Regions from separate parts of the Mus musculus genome. Here all the other regions are linked to region 3. The links are chromatin contacts, called in public Hi-C maps. All regions are on one chromosome and are shown on one strand. The core of a region is the stretch at or near the end of the contact, and the rest is flanking DNA. Distances in the headings are between cores, read along the strand shown. Region 1 overlaps Sipa1l1 (signal-induced proliferation-associated 1 like 1). Region 2 has its middle 5.6 kb from the start of Gm30966. Region 3 overlaps Sipa1l1 (signal-induced proliferation-associated 1 like 1).

What was found. Hi-C and Micro-C count contacts between places; a contact is called where the count stands out from the background.
Region 1: a contact with region 3 is called in a Hi-C map of liver, with 2.8 times the contacts expected there. The contact joins two enhancer-like sites. A contact is called at or near these places in 15 of 484 Hi-C or Micro-C datasets (3T3-L1-derived adipocytes, CD8 T cells, the HPC-7 cell line and 11 more), 4 of 115 datasets of contacts at active chromatin or transcription factors (embryonic stem cells, forebrain, kidney and 1 more) and 2 of 9 other capture datasets (adipose tissue and pancreatic islet).
Region 2: a Hi-C map of liver shows a contact between it and region 3, with 2.6 times the contacts expected there. The contact joins two enhancer-like sites. A contact is called at or near these places in 7 of 484 Hi-C or Micro-C datasets (the HL-1 cell line, the N1E-115 cell line, Sertoli cells and 4 more) and 1 of 115 datasets of contacts at active chromatin or transcription factors (fibro-adipogenic progenitors).

The regions. Positions count from the first base shown.
Region 1 is chr12:82,331,021-82,335,082 of GRCm38.p6, reverse strand. The region is part of intron 1 of Sipa1l1 (signal-induced proliferation-associated 1 like 1); the gene reads right to left. Among named protein-coding and RNA genes, the nearest start is that of Sipa1l1, 22 kb to the right of the region's middle. Within about 2 kb of position 2,037, at least 35 of the 459 cell types and tissues checked have an H3K27ac peak or open chromatin away from gene starts, as enhancers often do. A contact at or near this core is called in kidney and liver, where this site is marked.
Region 2 is chr12:82,469,056-82,473,287 of GRCm38.p6, reverse strand. No RefSeq gene overlaps it. Among named protein-coding and RNA genes, the nearest start is that of Gm30966, 5.6 kb to the left of the region's middle. Within about 2 kb of position 2,482, at least 295 of the 459 cell types and tissues checked have an H3K27ac peak or open chromatin away from gene starts, as enhancers often do. A contact at or near this core is called in the N1E-115 cell line, brain, fibro-adipogenic progenitors and 1 more, where this site is marked.
Region 3 is chr12:82,394,386-82,399,070 of GRCm38.p6, reverse strand. Sipa1l1 (signal-induced proliferation-associated 1 like 1) reads right to left here. Exons shown (of 21, transcript NM_172579.3): 8 at 2,305-2,878; 9 at 1,451-1,725. Among named protein-coding and RNA genes, the nearest start is that of Gm30916, 5.0 kb to the right of the region's middle. Within about 2 kb of position 1,605, at least 68 of the 459 cell types and tissues checked have an H3K27ac peak or open chromatin away from gene starts, as enhancers often do. A contact at or near this core is called in the N1E-115 cell line, brain, fibro-adipogenic progenitors and 2 more, where this site is marked.

The DNA of each region.
Region 1 (4,062 bases), core at 788-3,287, 64 kb after region 3:
TCAAAATGGCTTTGTTAAGAGCATGGTGGGGTTTTTTTTTTTGAACATTATATGTTCTGAAGACAATTTAACAAAGTGCACTTGAAAAAGTACACCACAGTTAGCTTGAAGAGTCAAGGGGCAGCAAGAACAGTCTGTTCTAAGCACAACTCAAATCCAAATCAGCGGGCCTCAAGAATTAACAGCAGCAGCTCCTACAGTGCACTCAGGATTCTAGAACATCACCTAAGGAAGACTCTAAAAGAAAAGCCTCCGGATAGACACATGGAATCCCTCCCTCCCTGTTAGTAGCACTTCCTCAAACAGACTGCAGACAGTCCGATCTATTCATCACTGCATCTGGATGCCCACACACAAGCTGTGACTAAAGGCTCTATATGGAGGGACTCTGTCATATGTCTCAGTCCTCATAAGCAGCCAGTGAGTTGAGGATCTCAGACTCCACGAACAGAGAAATAGTTCAGAAGGGAAATATCACACCCAGCAACACAAGGTAAGTGGGCTATGTGTAACACAGGTGCTTTCTATGAGGTGGGCACACACTCAACACATTTGTGCTGGCAGTTAAAGAATGAATAATTAGCTAATACAGAAGAAAAAGGCCTCCCTGTCCAGTCCATGTCACTTCTTAAGTCTCCCCCAGGCTCTGGGTCTACTAGAAATGCATCCATCCAGGAGGAAAATAATAAACAGTGGCAGCAGCGGCTTCTAAACTGGTGGTCAGTCTGGGACCCTTCAGAGCATCTCAACAGCTACCAGGCCCACCTTGGCCTAAAGTAGGCCTGAAAGGCAGGGCTAAACAGAGGCTCCCTCCACATGGCTTCCTTCACTAGGCTGCAGGAAATGGGTAAGGTGCCATGTCACTAAGAACTACCAGATGACTGGGCTTGAGTTACTAAGGCAACGTTCCAAACACAAAACTGTCAATTTCCGTGAAGACGACCTTGGTGAGAACTAGATTCCCCACATGAGGAAGCTCAGGGCCAGAAAGTAGAAACCCATAAAGGTTAAATAGCCAAGCAGAGCCCGCCTATGAACAGACCTCATGCCTCACTGCTTATTGGAGCTGTCAGGCCAGGTTGCCCTTCCAGAACATACTTTTCTAATAACACTGGAGCCGTGTGAAGAGATACCTCTGCATTTCTCAAAGACACCCTGCAGTGCAGAAGAGATGGGGGCTCTGTTGCCTCTATAGTCTAATCCTCAAGCTCTGCTCCTTGTAGTAGGCTCCTCCACTCTGGAATCCCATAATTAACTCTACATGTTTGGGCATTTCCTCCCTGGTGACCAGTATTTTTGAAAACTAAGGGTTAGAAATAGAGGCCAGAGGATCCCAGGTGAAATGCGGAGAGGCTGGAGTAGTGTGGGCGGTTCCTAGGTTGATACAACAAGAGAGCACAGTTCCAGCCCTGAGTTCAGGTGTCACCACCACACAGCTCACAGGGGCTTCAGTTTCAGCTCTCCGATTCACAAATGTCATGCCAGTAGGAAAGGAAGGCTGACACCCGCTCATCTCCCCCGGCCCTCTTGCCATCAAAGAACATGAAAACAGACACAAATGAATAAATCCTTTAAAAAAGCTGTGAATGACCTACTTAAAACTGGCTGACACTGTCCCAGGGAAACGCCTACTAATGCAGAGCAAATCAGCAATCCAAACTCTGGAAAAGTCCACTGGGACAGTGTCATGGGTCAGTGACAGCGGAGGGGTTAATCCAGCACAGAAATGGGAGGGAAGTTCAAATCAATGACTGGCAAATAATTGTGACCCTTTATCCTCAAATATAAAAGTCACATCTTTGTTGTCCTGACTTTTCAAGTTTGTTTGTTTTAAATCAACCAATTATATGTTTCTTATTTTTTAAAAGAAAAGTTAAGACAGAGCCTCACGCATGCCAAGCTGGCCTTGACCTGGCCATGGAACTGCGGATAACCTTGAATTTCAGATTCTCCATCCTTCACCTCCCCAGAGCTAGAATTACAGTTACGTGTCAGCACACCTGGTTTTACTCAGTGCTGAAAAGCAAACCAGAGCTGTGCGCATGCCCCCGACACCAGCCAGTTATGTACCTTCTTTAAGACACCCAGCCCTAACCTCACCGCAGCCACTCAGGACTGTCTGTGTTTTCCACAGTGTGAGTGAGCTGGGTGCACATGTAAGACACCGAGTGGCAAGAACAGAAAAGAGCCAAGTGCAGCGGCCTGATCACCACTGACAGGACCTGTGTACTTAGAGCTCCAGCAAAGCAGACAACCAGCAAGGAGGGCCGCTGTCTGAAGAGGCAGAGAAGCCACCACCAGCTCCCAATCTGGAACTTGGTCCAACAACTTCCCATGTCACTGCTCAACTTTTATATAGAGCCTAGCTCTGTAAACAAAAAGGAGCCTTATATACTACTTATTCAGGCCACCTGGCCCCCCAAAATAAGACAGAAATTAATGAAATGCCTTGTTTTTTGTTTTTTAAATGAATTATATGCATATACAAAGATATACACTATGTAAAATCTTGAGTTTTTATCTGTTCCTTCAAACTTAAAATTCTTGATTTCTTACACTTTCCTTATTTCAGCTTTAATTTATAATTAGGGGGCAAAAAACCAATGAAGTAAAACATAAACAATCACCAATCAAGTATTTAGAATAAAACCTGCTAACACAGTCCTTTAGTTCTCGCTCACCTCCTTTTGATTTCCGTGGTAAAAAGATAGTGACTGCCCATTTGGAATGTCAAGTCTGCTCCTGAAGTACACTCTTAGGGATAGAGCACGGCTTAGTCAGGATGTGCTCAGCACACACAGGAGGGTTCAAGTCTCATGACAGCTCCTGCCCTCCAAATAAGGAGTAAGCGTGTTGGCAGTAAAGCTGGAAATCTGATCGCTTGCCTGTTCATAGGTTCTGGTTCAGAAGCGCCCATAAGCACAACATTTACATCCTCTTGATGGGCACAACAACCTTAGGGATAAACCAGAATTGCCCAAATGCAGGACCAATATCCACAGCTAAAGCCAGTCTCTCCATGGTCCCACCATCCCTGAACTTTGAACTTGGAGGGAGGGGGATGTTGCACTTGGCTTAAGCACCAGGTACCATGAGACTGTGGGTCTAGGCAGTGACGGCGGTTGGACACAACCCTGTCAAACTCCCTTCCTGCAGCCTTTACTCTTATCTCAGCCTGTGCCTTATCCCTTGCTTATCTCATACCTATGCACACAGCACTTGGATATATTCTCCTTCAGAAAGCTACTTTTTTAACATTCCTTGTGAGGGACCATAAGAACTTAGGATTATTTTTTATGGAAAAAAAAAACCACAAAAATCAAGATCATTACATTAGAAACCAAAGTTTCTACTTGAGAGAGACCCTGGTCTCATTGTGTGTTATTATCACCTTTAATGTTACAGCCTCTAACATAAGGTCTACTGAAAAGCTGTTTTGTTGTTGTTGTTTGTTGGAAGTTTTCTTGAAAAACAGCAGTTAAAACAAGTTTAAAAGAGACTGTACTGAAGTAAGAAAATTTCTTTAACAGAACACAAAGTCAAGGCCTGTGTATTTTTACTGAGACTGTGGCTATAATAAGCAAAGACAGGGAAATCAACACAACATCATTTAACACCTATTAGGAAAACGTCTAGGAAAGCCAGTGCTCAGTTAATGGTGGTACAATTAAAGCAGGCAGGCATTCTCACACTGCTGGGGCAAAGGAGATGAGTAGAGCCCTTTCACAGGCGAGAAGAGAGGAGTGGCTAGATCTGCTCAAGCTGGGAGCCCGAAGCTTATGGCTGTCTAAAACAGAAGTAGTTTCCAAAGCCAGCTCCTGGACATTGTTCCTACCTTGGCAGGTCCTGGGAGTTTGATCTGCTGATCTTGTCCTTGTCCCCAATGCTTCCTGTGTCTCCATCAGTCATCCAGGACCCACCCCAACAGTTTCAGGTTTTCTAGTCCAACGCCCAGCATTGTGCAAGCACCTCCATGCAGTTCTGTGCCTTAGTTTTCAGATGCTAAGTCTGCAGCAGATGCTTAGAACGGGAAGGCATGCACTGCAACAGGTAAGGAACCAA
Region 2 (4,232 bases), core at 1,233-3,732, 73 kb before region 3:
TCTTTACATCCCTGCTGCCATGTTTTTTCTATGTTGAATCATCCTCTTGACTTATTCTCATGTTTTCAAGGATCTATAAACAAAACACATTACCAAAAATGTAAATCATAATATAAAAAAGGGATATTCAAATGGGCAGTGTTGTCAGGAAAGCTTTTCCTCTTGAAATAGTCACTAGCATTTCTACTATGGTTTAAAGGACAAACTTCATATTGAATGGCAAGCTGTAAGTTAAGACTACTTCTATAGTTGGAAAGAGGAAGTGGGCCCGCAGGTGATAAATGGGGAAGAGAGGGTGGTGAGTGGTTAAAATGTCTTGTGTCCACACACAAAGCTGTTGTGAGTGTACACAGCTGTGTTAGCTAACATACTATAGCTTCGAAAGCACTTCTAAGAGTCTGATGTCTTTCTTGAAAGTTCTGACATCTAGAGTCAACCTTGCATTTGTATAAAGATTGATCAAATCACTTACCGTTGCCTGCATGGTTACCATTCAGAAGAAACAATGTCTCACTTTAAGCACTACAGAGCAGTCGTTCTTAACCTGTGAGCCGCGACCCCTCTAAGCCGAAGGACCCTTTTAGAGGGGCCATCTAAGACCATCCACATGTCAGCTATTTATATTACCATTCATAACCGTAGGAAAATTACAGTTATAGAGTAGCAACAAAAGTAATTTCACGATCTGGGTCACCATATCCTGAGGAACTGTGCTGTATTAAAGGGGTGCGGTGTTAGGAAGGTTGAGGATCTAGACTTTTACATATATACACAGAAGAATCTGAATTACTCAGAATTTCAGAAACGTCCCTCAGCTGCTGTCTATAACTGCTGTGCACATCACAGAATCAGAACCATGAATTGGGGAGGAAGCACGCTAGCCAGTGTCATTTAGCATGACTGGGAAGTAACTCCATTCTGCACAGAGCCAGTGCTTGGATGCTGAGTGGTACTTGATAAGTTAATTTGTCTCATCTCAGCCATGGGCACTCACACCGAACACTCAAACCCTTCTTACATTAGTGATGTCTGTCTCCAATGTAGGCAGCTCACAGCTCTTAATCTATGAAGCCACTGTCATGGCCTCTTTCTTTGTAAAAACAGAAAACAGCAGCATTACTGCAAAGCCTGGCGGGCGGCAGTGGACAGGTTATCAGTTCAGAGTAACAAGAGATGCTATGTGGACACTGGGAATGTGCCCTGGGTTTCAGAGACACCTGGTGTCTCCTTTCACACCTTATGCCCATGGGTGATCCTTGGGTAGGCGCTGTAAAGAGTGGTGTCCCTCCTGCCCAGGCTGAGTGGCCTCCATGAGCCTGTGCTAGGCCAGGCATGGAGAAATAAGAAGGTATGAGAATGGCCCAAGCTCAGAAGGGAGACAGACCTTTTCAGGTTCCTACAATGGTCACAGCACTTGGGGGGCTGGGGAGGTGACCCTTGAACATCTAATAAGTGAGCAGGGGACTTCAGGCTGGGCATCTCCTTTCAGACCCCCCAGCTCCTATGTCGGAGCAGGAGGGCAGGAGACCATTTGGGTAGCTACCGAAATTGGACTCTCCTTTCAGCTTAGCCACACTAGGCTGGGTCTGGAGCATGAAGGGAGGGAAACAACGAGACATTTCTTATGCCCATTTTATTCATTATAGCAAGGATCTATGTAGGCATATATTTTTCACAACCTACTTTAATAAGAGTTCGACTTCCCCTCTAGCAGAGGTAGTGGAAAAGAAAGGTTATTAGGATAGGGGTGAAGTGGACCTCTTTAGAAATAGTTCTTTGGGGGCGATTCCCATCTTCATTGTTTTCTGTCAACTAGCAAACACCAAACATAAATCAGCAACTGCAGTCCAGTCCAGTTGGCAGGCAACACACCGGGAACAGCAAAGGCAGTTCACTCCAGGGGATAAGGTGAGGTTTGCCAATCGGCCAAGTCCAGTGACCAGAAGTCGCAGGACTCTCACAAGAAGTTATTTTGGTGGGTTTCTCTCTATGAGGTCACTACAAGCGAACTTCAGCAATGCAATGGAAGGTGAACCAATCTATGCGTGTCATCAGCGAAGGCTTGCAAGGCAGTGGAGGCAAAGCAGCTGGCGCTCCCACTCTCTGTGGGGCCATATTTATATTCTTTCTAAACATTGGGCATCCTTTCACCTGTTTGCTATAGCAAAACATCCTCTCACCTGTGTCTCCTTCATCAAAACATTCTCTCACGTGTCTGCTTTAGCAAGACATCCTTTCCCCTGATTGTCCCAGCAAAACATTATAACCCAAGTCTTCAAAGAAACCAGAAATTTCCACTTTAGATCTACTACATACATGTAATGAATCCTGATGCCTGACCCTTTTCTCTCCCCCTCGTTGGTTTTTCTTGTTTGATTTGTCTTGCGTTTTAAACAAGATCTCCTCCTCTGTAGCCCAGGCTGAACACAGCCTTAACCAGATCCCTCCTGTTGCAGCCTGAGTGCGGGAATTACAAGCATGCGCTGACGTCACCCCTGCTTTCCTCCAATCATGGAGAACCGCATCAGCGGCTTCATCGACATCAGCGTTTGATGCCGCTGGACCGCCTTTAAAGGAAGGGGTAGTATGTGTTTCTGCACCTCAAAGCCTAGCAGTCTATCTAAGATCACTCTATGCTTTCTGACTTCCCTGCCCCATAATTCCCAGGGGCAGCTTTCCAACGGCTTCCCTCCGCAGTGATGTTGAGGTTTACAAAAGCTGGAAGTGCCTTCCGGGGGGTGGGGGTGGGGGGAGGAATCTCCACAGAGATTCTTTCCTTCTTGCCCTGGAGCAGAAATAACCTATCACCCCCACCCCCACCCCCACTCCCTCCCCGCCACGACTCCCTTCCCTCCTCCCCGGTTCACACAGCAAGACCTCTTTTTTCTCCGCCCTCTAGAGTTTCCACCACCAAAAAAAATATTTTTTTTTAAAAAAGATGCAGTACTGAAGGGGTCAGTTTGGCCAGTCCCACTCCTTAGCGCAGACTCTGATGGGGCTATGGTACTTCTTGAAACTGAAAGCGGGAGAGACGCCTGCTTGTAGCCATTAAGGAAACAGCCCAACTGGCTTGGATGCCGGCCCAAACACAGACAGCAGAGGACGCTCACAGCATGCTGTTAAGCCTGCACGGGTGCAAGTTGGTGCTGGGGGACGTTCTGGCTCCGGAAAGTTCAGTACTAAAGTGAATGGCTACACACATACCCATGGCATCTTCTCTCCTTGGCCCCTCTGTGATTTTCTCCTAAACTCACAACCTACATCGCTATCACATGCCACCTTTTGTGTTCCTGACAAGCAGCCTGGAAGCTGGGGACATGAACTTCGTTTCTAATTTTGTAGAGATCTTTCCTCCTATGAAACTTCTCTCCCTCCTCCTTCTGAACTTTGAACTGTAAAACTGTCAGAAGAGCATGGGGTGGGGGGGGGGGAATTCCGCTGGGAGCGGAAGTCTCTGAGCAGCAGGTTTTGGTAATGAGGCTACTCACCTCTTTAGTGAGCTATCTAAAGAGACCTTGATTTTGGTTTTGGCTGGTGTAGAGGGGAGTCATTTAAGTAAATCTAATTGACTCTTTCTTCTCCACCCACCCACCAAAGGAAAGAGGGTGACCCCAACTCATGCCTCAGTGAAGCCCGTGAGTTACCGTCCTTTGCTGGTTCAGCCCACACAGAGGAACTGCTATGGGTCCCACGAATACTGCACATTCACTCTCAGAGCATCACAGAGTCTCTGCCCCAGGTTTAACGGGATGCTAGAGATCTCAGCAGCTTGCTGAGGTGGAGAGACCCACCCTGGATAATGTTCATCAAGGGATTCCAGGTCTGTCTCTGCCTTGTCCCTCCCAACAAAGCCTGGACTAAAGGAATGGGGAAAATAAATGGTGTGAGGGGGCAGGCACAACCTTGAAGAAATGTATAGTCTGGACTAAAGCCTCAGAACCAGCTGACACTCCCAGAGCTGCGGCATCCAATTTGAAAACAACGGGGATAGTCTATTGGGTGGCCACAGGTCTTGTCCGCAGCTTATCAGCACAATGGGGGCCTCACTGAGACATATGACACTCCTGGAGGGATAGTGGCTATTGTGAAGGCTAACCCGGCATTAAAACTCTTCAACAGATGAAAACAACCGGTGAAAAGATGAAAATTGACCTGAGACAATGACAAGTCTCATTCCAACCCTAAGAAAAATGTCCTAGTATTGGATGCCTGTGAACTCAGGCCGACGCAGC
Region 3 (4,685 bases), core at 356-2,855:
TCAGCAGATCCTGCTGTCCTGGACGGAGACACAGACAGGATGATCTGAGGACACTCACCCATCTCAGATTGACTAAACCAAAAAGATCTGTGGAGTCATCTTTTTTTTTTTTTTAACTCAGCTATATAAAAGAGTGTTCCTTAACCTGCTCAGACTGAATGGCCCCAGAATATTCCGACACAGGCACACAACCCCCAGGCTGCCTACCTGATAAATGGCATAAATAAATGCTATTCTGAATAAAGACTGATTTTTTTAACTGAAGTTCACTTAAGTCTTTAAGGGGCACAAATAACCCACAATAATGATTTATAGTCTACCATCTGCTAATCATAAATCCATGAGTGCTCAGACCTAGGACTAGTCATTTTAGGGAGAAAAAGAACTATGGTTTGGTTAGATTAATTATCAGTATTTATTTATGATTAATTATTAGTTAATTAATTAGATGTTGTGTGTATTTTGCATTTTTATTTTTTAGCAAGAAGACAGGGTTTCTCTGCTTACAGCTCTGGCTATCCTGGAACTTGCTTTGTAGACCAGGCTGTCCTGAAACTCACAGAGATCCACCTGCTTCTGACTCCTGAGAGCTGGAATTAAAGGCGTGTGCCACCATCACCCAGTTATGTTTTGGCTTTAACTACAAAATTTAAGACAAATTCTTAGAAAGTAGTGGCTAAAAATATACAACTTTTTTTCTCTCTTCTTCTTTTTTAATTTGATTTTTTCCAATCAGGGTTTCTCTGTGTAGCCCTGGCTGCCCTGGAATTCACTAATTAGACCAGGCTGGCATCAAACTCAGATATCCACCTGCCTCTGGCTCCCTAGTACTGGGATTTAAGGTACATGACAGCAACAACTGGCTACAAGTTTTTTTTTTTTTTTTTTTTGTTTGTTTAAAACCAACAAAAATATTTGCTAAGTCTAAAGGAGAAAAACAGTTGATTAGATTGGCTCAATCAAGCAACAAAGACGTGAAGTTTTGGTCAGTGCTGCTGGCTTGCCAGGAGCTGAACAGGCAGGAGGCTCCAGCCTTCCCTCTAGAGAAGGCAGTCAGGCATGAAGCACAGCACTGAGTCATCTGAAGCCCGTTCCTGGCCCCACAGATGCTGCCAGAAAAAAAGCCTGGAAGTCGGGCTCAGCAGAGCCAGACAGCAGGGATTAAAGCAACCATTGAGCTTTGAACATTCGTGAGGTACATGGGAGTGAGGACAGCATGAGCGCGATGCCACAGGAACAGACACTCAGACAGCCTCGATGGATGTGCTCTGCTTACAGGCCTCCGGTGCGAGATGCTGAAGATGGGTGTTGCAGCTCTTGTCTGGACTGCATTCTGCGGGAGACTTTCCACGCAGGAACCATAAGCCTCACAAGAGGACAATTTCTCTCTGGCTACTCTGCTTACTAAGAGATGTCCCATGTGGCCCAGCAGCCGTAAACTCAGACCTACCTCCGTGGGGTGCAGTCGTCATGGGGAGGGATAATGACAACCTTCACTGTGACTGATGTTCTCAAGAGATCGATCATCTGTTCATGGCTCAGGGTGGCCACTGCTACCTTGCAGATCTCCACCAGGCGGCTGCCCTGCCTCAGCCCTGCTTGCCATGCGTAGCCGTAGGGTTCTACATCCGCCACAATGCCCTCATAGTTGACATGGAAGCCAAGCTGCCCCAGCCCATTTCTTCGCAGAGTCATTTCCACAGATTCACAACCTTTTGAAACAAACTAGACAAGGAAATGAGAGGTACTCAGTTAATCATTAACAGTGGACTTGGCATTAAAGAAAATGCTGCCTTTAGTTATTCCGAACATCCGGTAGCTGGTTGGAGGGCAGGCTGGTTAGTCCTCTTCCCTAGTCTCTAATTTGGTAGGAAAACACAACACACTGGCTGCCTCCACAGGGACCAGTGGCTTTCCTGACATAGAAAAATCTGGGATAGGCTGGCAGCAAAAAGAACCTGTATTCTACTTTCAGCGGTCCTTAAAAAATAATCCATGGTGGGTTATTGACAGCTTTATTAAACAGCTTTCTCAGCAACTACAGGAACACCCGCCACCAGGGCAGTGAGACTGGGTTATGTGCAGGTGACTTCCCAGCACAAGACCCCAGACAACATGTCATCCCACCCGCCCAGGGCTGCTACTTTTCCTCAACAAACAATGGAAAGCAGGAACGTCAGATAAACTGTGTTGCTTCACTCATCAGCAAAGGAATTGCCAGAGTAGCCAATCTTGCCCCAGGCCTCTGTGCCCTGGCTTTAGTCTGCGAAACCCCAGGAGTGAGCATGGTTACAGCAGTCTCACCTGCAGCCTTCTGACAATTTCTTTGATATCTTCACCGCTAATGAAGCTCTCCACCGACACACATTCTCCCCGCTCATAGAAGATTTTGAGGCTGGTGTCGCTGGAAGTCCACCCTATGACATCTCTGCAGGAGCAATTGAAAGCCACACTCTTTGTCTCCTGCTCAATGAGGACGATGAACTCGCTGGAGATCCCAAGGAGGCAGTCGAACTCCATGGCCTTGTTGTAGTCTTTGGCCCGGACAGCCCACACAATGGCCCCCATGCTACTGAGCTCAGCTCCTGGATAAGGCTTAGACTTTTCCTTCTTCTTGGAGGCCAGAGAAATAAATGGAAACTTGCCAGAAGGGTCAATAGGTGTGTTGGTGACATTCTTTTCTGCCAGATCTTTCAGGTATTCCTGGCGGGTCCTTGTCGCCATGGCCCGGAACTTCTCTGATTTATGAGCAGCATTTTCTGCATTTATCACTTTGGCCAAAAGGAAGTCCCTGAACACATTTGACTTGGGGAAGGTGACCCCTTTAGGGATGGGAGGTCCAAAAGAAGGTACATCTCTGGACCTGGTGACTGCCACACTGAGAGACAAAGCAAAGGACAAAGGATGAGAGGTGTGTCAGTATGTCTGTCTTCTATTACACCATGGGGACGTGGGGACATGGGGACATGTGGCCGGGGCTGGTCCAGTGCAGACATGCAAGACTCTGGGTTCCCCGTCCTAAGGAAAGGGGATGCGCATGTTAGTTAAGACAATCCTCATTCTGGTCAAGAAAGAACACAAACTTCTGCTTAATTAGTCAACTTGTTAGTTTACTTCAGTTTTTTCCAGGCAGACTCTTTTTACCTTAAAGTTTCAACTTCACTTCTTTAGCAGGTAGGAGACTAACTGTAAGATCATGGTGGTTAGTCATGCTGGCTTACTGTAATGTTCCACACACCAGAATAAAAGCTATTTTAAATACCTACAGACTATATCCAGTGCGCAGGTTGCTATAATCACACAACCTTTCAGAACAGAGATTCTGTCAGAACACAGATGTGTCCTCCACTTGAGATAGAATGGCTGCAGGCGACATACACAGTCCATCAGGGAAATGTCAGGAGATACATGGCCTTTGAGAAACAAGTCCTTTCTAATAAAGCAAATACTATCTGATGGGCCATGTGTGAGGCATCGTGAGACTAGAGTGAAAGCATACCTTTGAAATAAAAACATCAATACCAATTATGACTTTTATAGAACTGCCACAATAGTTGGAAATCATGTTTTTTAACCGAGCTATTCTTTGGTCCAAATATTCTGGTTTTGGTCTGTGGTTCTGCAAGAAGCACACTGCCCTTTCCTGTCTGCTTTACGTCAGACTGACCTAAGAAAGCTTGCTCCCACCACTGCTTTTGCATACACAGAGCTAAAAAAAAGTAGGCCCATGAAAAATAACCAGCAACATCTGTATGCATCTACTAATCTTAATCTCAGAAAGAAAAATACCAAAACGTTCCTAAAACAACAAAAGTTGGGAGGAAATAAAGAGGCTGTATGTCATCCGCCAGTCTTCAAGATCACTCCTGGCACCATCAGCCAAGCCTGACAGGGCTAAGGTGACAATCCCTCTTTCCACAAGATGTAAAATTGAGTCGGCCACGAAACTGTGCACTAGAAAATGTTTTATGTGAGTTTTCAAGAGAAAAGATACAATGTGAGAGTGCTTTCAAAGTAAGCTGATGGCCCTGCTTCCCTCAGGAGTTGAGGCAAGAGGACACCGTGAGTTTTAGGCTATCCCGGATGCCTACTCAGTCTCCTAACAGCCTACAGAATGAGACCTTGGCTCATCTTCCCCTAAAAGGGGTTGGGGTGGGCTTCACTTAAGATATTCAGCTACTTTTAGAAAAAAAAAAGTCTTCATCTAATAGAAATGGGATAGACAGATCTGCAAGTGAAGGCTTTACAGTTAGAAACTGTACTTAGGTGAGATGGAAAAGCTATACATGATGCATGCTTGTCACAAGTTTATCTCTACAAGAAGACTACCTGCCTCACTTCACGACAAAGGGAGGTGTCAGCCAACACCCACTCTCTGACTGCACAAGGGAAGCCCCACACTCCCCGTGCACACATTAGGCCTAATTACACACTATTACAAAGGCACTTGTTCTTGTCACTGTGAGCTGTCTGGCTTGAATGCTGACAGCTGTGTAGTTTTCATTTGATCGTGTTAGCTTTCCCCTCTTCTGAAGCTGAGCAGAAATGCTGAAATCCAGATTTGGTAGATCTTCCCCCAGGAATCCTATGAGGATCCAGAAATGTTTAATATCTTTCATTTTAAAGCTGGCAACTCTTTGCTAATTTCACTTGGACCATTATTCTTCCTCAGGAAGCAGCTGTGG